Linked DNA regions of Zea mays: all the other regions are linked to region 2. The links are chromatin contacts, called in public Hi-C maps. All regions are on one chromosome and are shown on one strand. Each heading gives the region's core, a stretch centred on a gene start, on an enhancer-like site or on the middle of the called end of the contact. The rest is flanking DNA. Distances are from core to core; before and after follow the strand shown.

What was found. A called contact is a pair of places that touch in the nucleus more often than the background predicts.
Region 1: a contact with region 2 is called in a Hi-C map of ear, with 3 times the contacts expected there. The contact joins the promoter of LOC100284041 here to the promoter of LOC100277418 in region 2. A contact is called at or near these places in 5 of 25 Hi-C or Micro-C datasets (bundle sheath, ear, leaf and 2 more).
Region 3: a contact with region 2 is called in a Hi-C map of ear, with 2.9 times the contacts expected there. The contact joins the promoter of LOC100282507 here to the promoter of LOC100277418 in region 2. A contact is called at or near these places in 5 of 25 Hi-C or Micro-C datasets (ear, endosperm, leaf and 2 more).

What each region holds. Positions count from the first base shown.
Region 1 is chr1:264,977,812-264,980,511 of Zm-B73-REFERENCE-NAM-5.0, forward strand. LOC100284041 reads left to right here and starts at 1,305. Exons shown (of 5, transcript NM_001156939.1): 1 at 1,305-2,011. The coding sequence starts at 1,761.
Region 2 is chr1:265,178,762-265,181,461 of Zm-B73-REFERENCE-NAM-5.0, forward strand. LOC100277418 reads left to right here and starts at 1,381. Exons shown (of 2, transcript NM_001165631.1): 1 at 1,381-1,699; 2 at 2,300-2,700. The coding sequence starts at 1,559.
Region 3 is chr1:265,403,865-265,406,564 of Zm-B73-REFERENCE-NAM-5.0, forward strand. It overlaps LOC100282507 (lactoylglutathione lyase), which reads left to right and starts at 1,376. Exons shown (of 3, transcript NM_001371867.1): 1 at 1,376-1,846. The coding sequence starts at 1,465.

The DNA.
Region 1 (2,700 bases), core at 55-2,554, 200 kb before region 2:
CGGTCGCCATCGGCCCAAATTTCTGTGTACGGCATTTTGAAGTCTGCCAAGGTTTTAAAATAACATGAGCTTCCATACGTCCCCATCTTGAGATCTCGTTAGCCGACAATCCAACGTAATCCCTTCTGTTATTTTTGGGACTTAACCGTGCTATAAGTCAGGGGCAAAATGGTAATTTTGTTCCTATCTAAAACGAGTTAGGAGGTATTTGAATGCACTAGAACTAATAGTTCGCTGCTAAGATTAGCTGAAGGCATCCAAACAACTATTTTTACCAAATTAGCTAATAGTTAGATAATTATCTGTTGGTTAGCTATTTACACTAACATTTTTCAGTCAACTAACTATTAGATCTAGTTCATTCAAACACCCCTAGTGACATAGTCCAGTTCATGTCTACTTGATTTTAAGCCAGATTCTTGATAATTTAAATGGTTTAAGGTTGTCATAACTATACAAAACAATGAATATATTGTTTTTTTAACATGAAAGCATGTGAGATGTTGCTCAAAACTAAACATGGATAAACTAAACTCTACACTAATCCATTCTCCACCCAACAATAAAGTCACTATTTTGTCTTTCGACTTAATAGCATTGAGTCCTTAAACTAACGGAAGCATCATATAAGGAACCAATTTTTTTACTTGTTTCTTAAGTAAGCAAAGCAAGCTTGCTCCAAGGGATGAAATCTTTCAACGACTAGGGAAGTGTCACCAATAACTTTTTGGGTCAAATATGCAACTTCAGAAATAAAAGGGACAAAGAAGGAAGTGGAACTTTTTCTATGGCTAAGTGAATAATTCTCTCCATATTTTTTATTTATCTCTATGTGCTCCTGTAATATAGTGTGTTCTAGATATTTTAGAACAAATCAAGAAAGAGCATGTACTCTTACTTTATTTTCTAATAAAATGCTATCATCAATATCATTAATCGTGATTGGTTTACAAATAACAATATAATATCAACCAAATTTATGCAACCATTTACTGAAAATTGGTTTTTGTTCCCTAGACTTTCTTAGTCTGTTTGAGTATTTTTTTTTTGTTTTTTGCATGGGAGTATGGATCACCATCAGTCTGTGGTTGCTGATTTTTTTTAAAGCTTAATCCTTTTGTCAAACATCCTCATTTATACCTCTTGTGGTAAAAAACTCAGCTTTGAATCTTAGAGTCATCGTTGTAAGCCATGACACTGAGGTAAAATGGCTCGACGTTATGACCTATGACGCCAAGATTGCATGACTGGTGATCATATAATGCTAGTGTGGTAGTCATCTTGTTGCCGTAACCTTTGTGCCACAATCTTGGCGCCGAGGTGGCTCCACTATGGCGTGACTGCGTGAGCATAGCTCCACTATAGAGTTAAAGTACTATTTAGAAGTATAAGATAACTTATAAATATCATTATAGAGAAGATGATTTTGAGAATACGGTAAGAGAAGTCTGTTAAAAAGAGTGTTATAATAGGGGAAAAAAACTCCCCTCGCTCCTTCACCGGCGCTTCCTCCCGAGCTGCCTCCGCTCCGCCGCCAGCTGTCCCCTCCCCAGCGCGTCATCCGTCTGCACGCCACCGCCTATCCACTCGCCTGCACATCGCCGCCCTAGCAGAGACGTCTGCACATCGGCGCCTGGAGGACGAGAAGCGAGGAAGAAGACCCACACTCTCCTGGAAAACGCATCACAAGACTTCAGCCTCCCTTTCCGGCCGGAGATCCGACTCGCGTCTCCGCGACAGATCCGGGCAAACGGCGGCTGATGCAGTTCTTCGGCGGTTCGTCGCTGACGTCGATCGCGCCGGAGGCGACCCCAGCCCCGGCGGCGCCCCCCGGCACGGGCACGGGCGCCAGCGCGCAGGTCCTCTACGTCTTCAACCGTAACGGCGTCTGCCTGCTCTACCGCGAGTGGCATCGCCCGCTCCGCACGCTCGATCCCACCCAGGACCACAAGCTCATGTTCGGACTCCTCTTCTCCCTTCGCTCCTTCACCGCCAAGATCGACCCAACCACGTACGTCCTACTTCTCGATCTTCTAGCACTCGTGTGAGCGATTATCTATTGAGACGGCCGTTAGTCGGAACTCGGAAATAATTTCTCATCGATTCTGCATCTGGCCAATGTATGACCTTATGTTAGAAACTAGACTAAAAGGCAGGTGCGACCTTGCCCCGCGAAAGTTAAGATTGGGCCTGTTCTGATCAGCCCACACATTTAGTTTTTGGTACACTTAGTAACTACTTAGTATGTATGATGATCTAGTACGGTTTATGCAGAGCATGACAGTCTTGCCAAATCACATACGAATGTTAACCAAATGACTAAATATTTGGAGTGCCAGCTCTAACTTTTGTGTGATCTGATAGTTCAGTTTGAAAGCAGAGAAAACCCACAATGGTTTTATGGAATATGATGGTCAGAAAATAAAAATGTTCTATATCTCAGCACAAACATTGAACAGCACGACATACACAGCAGAAGCCCATAAGGCAGACTGATAAATTAATTGATGATACAAATGGGTAAAGTAGTAAGTAAACTATCTGCATTTCTCACCTAATGCCAAGAACTCTTGGATTCATCCTCCAAGGACCTCTTGTTGTACTTTCGAAAATTAATGTACTTACAACATTGAAACTAGTCCCTGGAAATAAATGAGCATATAAAATGATTTTTTTACCAGCGTAAACTGATAGCATGAG
Region 2 (2,700 bases), core at 131-2,630:
GAAATTGATTTTTAGTTTAAAAATAATTGCAGAAACCCATTTAATTCATGGAAATTTCATATTAAATCCAAATAAGTTCATTCCAATTTCTATAATTCTATAATATTATTTTTTATCACATAATACCTATGTTTTGTCATGAAAACAACAATAAATTGATTTCCTAATTAATCATATATCAAATACATAGAAACTTTGGAAATTCGCAGCTTCCTCATTTTAATTCTAAATTGAACTGTTTCAGTTGTGTTAGTCTCGTATGAATATTTACTACGCAGTAACAACATTGATTATACCATGTTTCATACTTTTATAATTAGATATTTATTTTATTCTATGTTAATTGGGTTAATCTATATCTATTGGATTAATTTATTTAATATATTAATATAGTATTCTAACTTTATGGTTATACGATGTTTGACCATTCGTCTTGCAAATACACACACTCACCTTTTTGTTTAAGCAAAAGCGTATGGTGGTACGTGTCCGATGACTAACGATGTACGAGGGAATTTCTTCCGGTATGTGTGAAACATGCTCTCCAATAATGAGACCATGCAAATCGTGACATATATCGAAGTCTGCATGATACTGATGGTTGCAATATAGTGGTGAAACAGATAGATTATGAATAACAAAATTTATGTATGGCCAGAATCACAAATTGATTATGAAACATTTTCGCATAACGGTATAACACATATTTTATATATAAGTTATCGTAGTATACTGGTATTATATATTTCCGTTGCAACGCACGGGCATTCAGCTAGTAGATCATAAATACAGCTAAGACACAACGTGTATAGAAAGTCGTGAAAAACGGACTCTTCGCGAAGAGTTCACCTATTTTATTTTTTCAATTAGGCCTTAGACTCAAGAAGCTCTATATTAAGTGCAGTTGTAAAACCCTAAGCTACGAGAATTAAGAAAAAGGGAAAAGATTATTCGTCCGGCACCACATTCCTAGTGTGTCAATTGTTTACCGATCCCAATGAAGATCTCGGGGCGTGGGTCCCGCGTGATCCCCACGCAACCCGCAAGTGTGTGTGTGGCGCTGGAGCTGGAGTACGGTACTCAACTACGACGGCTCGGCTCCTCCGGTTCAGCTACGCGTAGTACACGAGAGTACTAGACGGGGGAGGCGCAGAGCAGTGAGTGGCATAGGCTGGTCCATCCCCATCACACACAGCGGGCGCCATCTGCCATCAATGCGGCCTACCCCGCTCGCATTCATTGCACATCTTGTCCTCATGCCTCGCCTTTCCAACACCTTAATTAATGCCGCGCCCATACGTGCCTCCAAACCCCGACCCTTTTTTATCACTCGCTCGCTCCCTCCTCGTCCTCTGCCCTGCTCGCCCACGCACCTCCTCTCTCTCCCCTCCTGCGCTAGCACTACTACTGCTACCAGCGAGTGCACGACACACACATCCTCCTCCCCCCTTCGTCTCTCTCTCCCTCTCTCTCTCTGCCTGCGCGCCTGAGAGCTGCCACCGCCAAGGCGAAACGGCCGTCGCCGCATGCTGCGGCTGAGCTAGAGACGAGAGGCGAGATGGCGGCCGAGGCGCTGGGGTTCATGGCGCGGGGAGCCACCGGCGGGAGGGCGGCGGAGCTCGTCACCAGGGACTTCCTCGGCGGGTGCGCCGCCGCCGAAGACGACGCCAGGGACGCGTCCGCCAGGAATGACGCCGTGGTAAGCACCTCGGCCCCGTGCTGTCTTTGAATTCGCAAAGCCTCTCTGTTCTCTGCTCTCCCCTGCCTCTGCGTGTGATGTGCCTGTGCATGCTCGCCTTCGGATCGGACCCGCTTGCTGATGTTGCTTGATTGAATTGGAAGAGCGCACCTTGACCTTGGTGTTCATAAGTTTTTCGAAGAAGGAAGAACTTTCTTCGCTTTCTCCAACGTGGAAAAGTCTTGGTCCGAGGCCTCCATCCAAGACGACTATTCTGCTATAGCCTATAGTATCCAGTTTGGATTTGCAAGTGGTCAATAGTAATATTAGTCCAAATTCCATTCCCTCGTGATCAGAATTTTATATGAAACATGTTGCTCTACCAGAACCATTAAACATTCCCACTAAACTAAACGCGAAATACTAAAATCTGTACTTGCACATGCATGCTGTCCTTTTTTGTGCTTTATTATCTATAATCACAATCAGTTGTGATTATAGAAGAATTTACTAGCACATCAGTAGCTGCATTAGCTTACGCTTATCTATAATCACAATCAGTTGTACTTGCTCTAGTTGAGAAACGAAGCTAATGTTTTTTTTTTGTGCGCCCACGTGCAGCCCGCGAGGGTGCACCAGCAGAAGCACGCGTGCCCGGCGGCGCCGAGGGACCTGAACCTGTTCCCGGTAGCCGCCACCACGAAGCCCTGCGCCGCGACGGCGGCAGCGGCAGCGGCACCAGCGGTCGCGGGCGGCGCCACGGCTACGTACCACAGCGTGTGCACGATCGAGAAGGTGAAGACGGCCCTGGAGCGGTTCGAGCGCGGCAGGCAGCACCAGTCCCCGCACCCGCACCAGCAGCAGCAGCACAGCGGCGCGGGCGCGTCCCCGTCGTCGTCTTCCGTGACCACGTCCTCCGTGAAGCGCCGCGGCGGCGGCGGCGGCGGCGGCGGCGGCGTGGAGCAGGGCGACGGCTGCGACTCGCCCTCCGGCGGCGGGATGGTGGCCGCGGCGTGCCCCAG
Region 3 (2,700 bases), core at 126-2,625, 230 kb after region 2:
ACATGCCCAATTCTAGATTATATCGCAGACATTCGCTGTGAGCGAACGGTTTTTCTTTTGCGACACATACGGACGTGTTTCTTCTACGTGCATTTCCATGTATACGTATCTCTGTCTATCCTATTCCGTCCTCTATATTATTCACTATTTCAAAATGTACTATAATATAAATTCCTTATTTTACACGATCTACCGTGAATAGCTTAAAGAATTGACCAAGAGTTGAAGCATAAGTGGAGATAATGCGCAAAATGCCACCAAATGTTGGGAAATACTCGATTCGAACACAAAAATTTTGCTAGACGCAGATCAATATATATTCCTTGAAAAGTTAGCGTTACTGAAATTTGAAAAAAAGTGTTTCAAAGGTTATTAGGGTGTTCGGTTGCACTAAAATTTAGTCTATATAATGAATTTTTGAATATCAATTACGAGTATTAAATATAATATAATTATAAAACTAATTATACAGATGAAGACTAAACGACGAGCCAGATTGATTAAACCTAATTAATCCATAATTAGTAAATATTTTAGTATCACATGAGCGAACCATAAATTAATTAGGCTTAGAGTGTGTTTGGTTTCTAGAATCTAATTTTTAGTCGCTAAATTGCCAATCACAAGAACTAAAATAGAGATAATTCCTCTTTTAGTCCATGTGTTTAGCAATTTATAGACTAAAATAAAGAGACTAAAAATTAGTTTGTAGAAACCAAACACTCTCTTACTAGGTTCGTATTGCCATTTAGTTCTCATATGTATAATTAGTATTTATTATTAGATTATATTTAATACTTCTAGCATCCAAACATCCTATAACAGAGAAAGTTTAGTCTTTGTATTTAAACACCCGCTCCAAAAGGTTGTCATAATAAGGTAGCTACTATAAAGTAATAAAAGACTATTTAAAAAGTTATGATTATAAGTTATAGGTCGTAAAACATTAAGCATAAAGACTGTAACTATCTAAAAATAAAAAAAAAACACTGGATTATCTAATTTATCGGCTGAATTGTTAGAAAATAAATAAGTGGAGATAGTAGTGTAAAGCAATCATAGACACCTAATTCACGACAAATGTCTATTCCTATGCATCTAGCATAGCGGTTGTTATTCACATTTAAATTTAGAAGAAATAGTTGGAAAAAAAACAATAACCTTCCCGCGAGATGGAAACACTCAAACAAGTATCCTGAATCTACGAAAAGCAGCTCCTTTGTTGAACTGTCCCACTTTTTTTCGGGTGAATTCTAGATTTCTAGTCCGGGGAGGAGCGAACTGATCACACACGTGTGCAGCACGCTGTCGCTGGCCTAGCGGCCCTAGCAAGAGTCAAAGACGGGCATCGGCAGCAACAGCACCACACTCTCAAGTCCCAACTCCCAACATTACGAGACGCCTCGCCGGCCGCGCCGCGCCCAACTCCTCTGATCCTCTTCCTTGTCCCCACCCTCTTCTCCGATGGCGACGCTGCAGCTCAACCACATCGCGCGGGAGACCTCCGACGTGGCCCGACTCGCCGCCTTCTACGAGGCCGTGCTGGGGTTCGAGCGCATCCCTTCGCCCACCTACTCGGGCTTCCAGGTCGCATGGCTCCGCCTCCCGAGCTCCCCCGACGTCGCGCTCCACCTCATCGAGCGGGACCCCGCCGCGGCACCCGTCGCGGTGGGGCCTGGCGCCGAGGGCGCGCCGCCGTCGCAGCTGCCCCGGCGCCACCACCTCGCCTTCTCCGTCGCTGACTACGACGGGTTCGTGACCGGGCTGAAGGCGCGCGGCACCGATGTGTTCGAAAAGTCGCAGCCGGATGGGCGCACGCGCCAGGTCTTCTTCTTCGACCCTGACGGTGAGAGATGCCCTGCTCGTTTTTGCGGTGATCAAACGAGGTCGCAGAGTCCGCATCCTGTGTTGCCTTTTCTCTTCATCAAAATTAATGAAAAGACAGGTCCATGCTTGTTGCAATTGGCTAGAGAATTGCAGCTCTTCAAGAATTCACAACTTCGAAAGTTCTGAATTTCTGCTAAGTTTATGGTTACCTGCAACTGCAAGTCTTTAACCTTCGTTGAACCAAGTAGAGACTAGAGAGTAGAGACTAGCAGACTACAGAAGTTCAATAGTATATTCCATTGAGTTAGAGTGTTAGACACAAGCCGCCCCTACAGAAGTACAGCAATTACAACATTATTTATTAGAATGGGCACACCACTTCCCTGACTTTATGTTAATTGCAACCTCTAAAATTCTCAGTATTGGCGGTCTCAACAGAACCACGAGGTTCCCCAACACGAAGGCGGTCTTAACAGAGCTTGTAGATGCTATCAATTGACTTTATGCTTGATGTAGATGAAGAAGATCTTGTCTTCACCAAACTGGGACTTGACGTTCCTAGTTGATGGAGAACTTGACGTAGATCTGTGCAACAGTACCTGGACGTGGGTAGACAACCTTTCTAAACCCTCCAATGCCTAATTGATATGCACAACAATGCCGGCTCGCCGGATTTTCCGTCGATGCGCCTTTGTGTGTCGCCGATCTCGACTCTGATCGGAGGAGTGCACAGTGGGGGTGGTGGGGTGGGGTGATGCACCTTGGCCAATCTCTACAGCCTGTGGATCAACCGCGTCTCTGTGGCCTGGCCCATCCTCGGGTGGTCCTTCGTCGCACCGACACAGCCCTAGCCGGCTCTCCTGTCGATGCCCA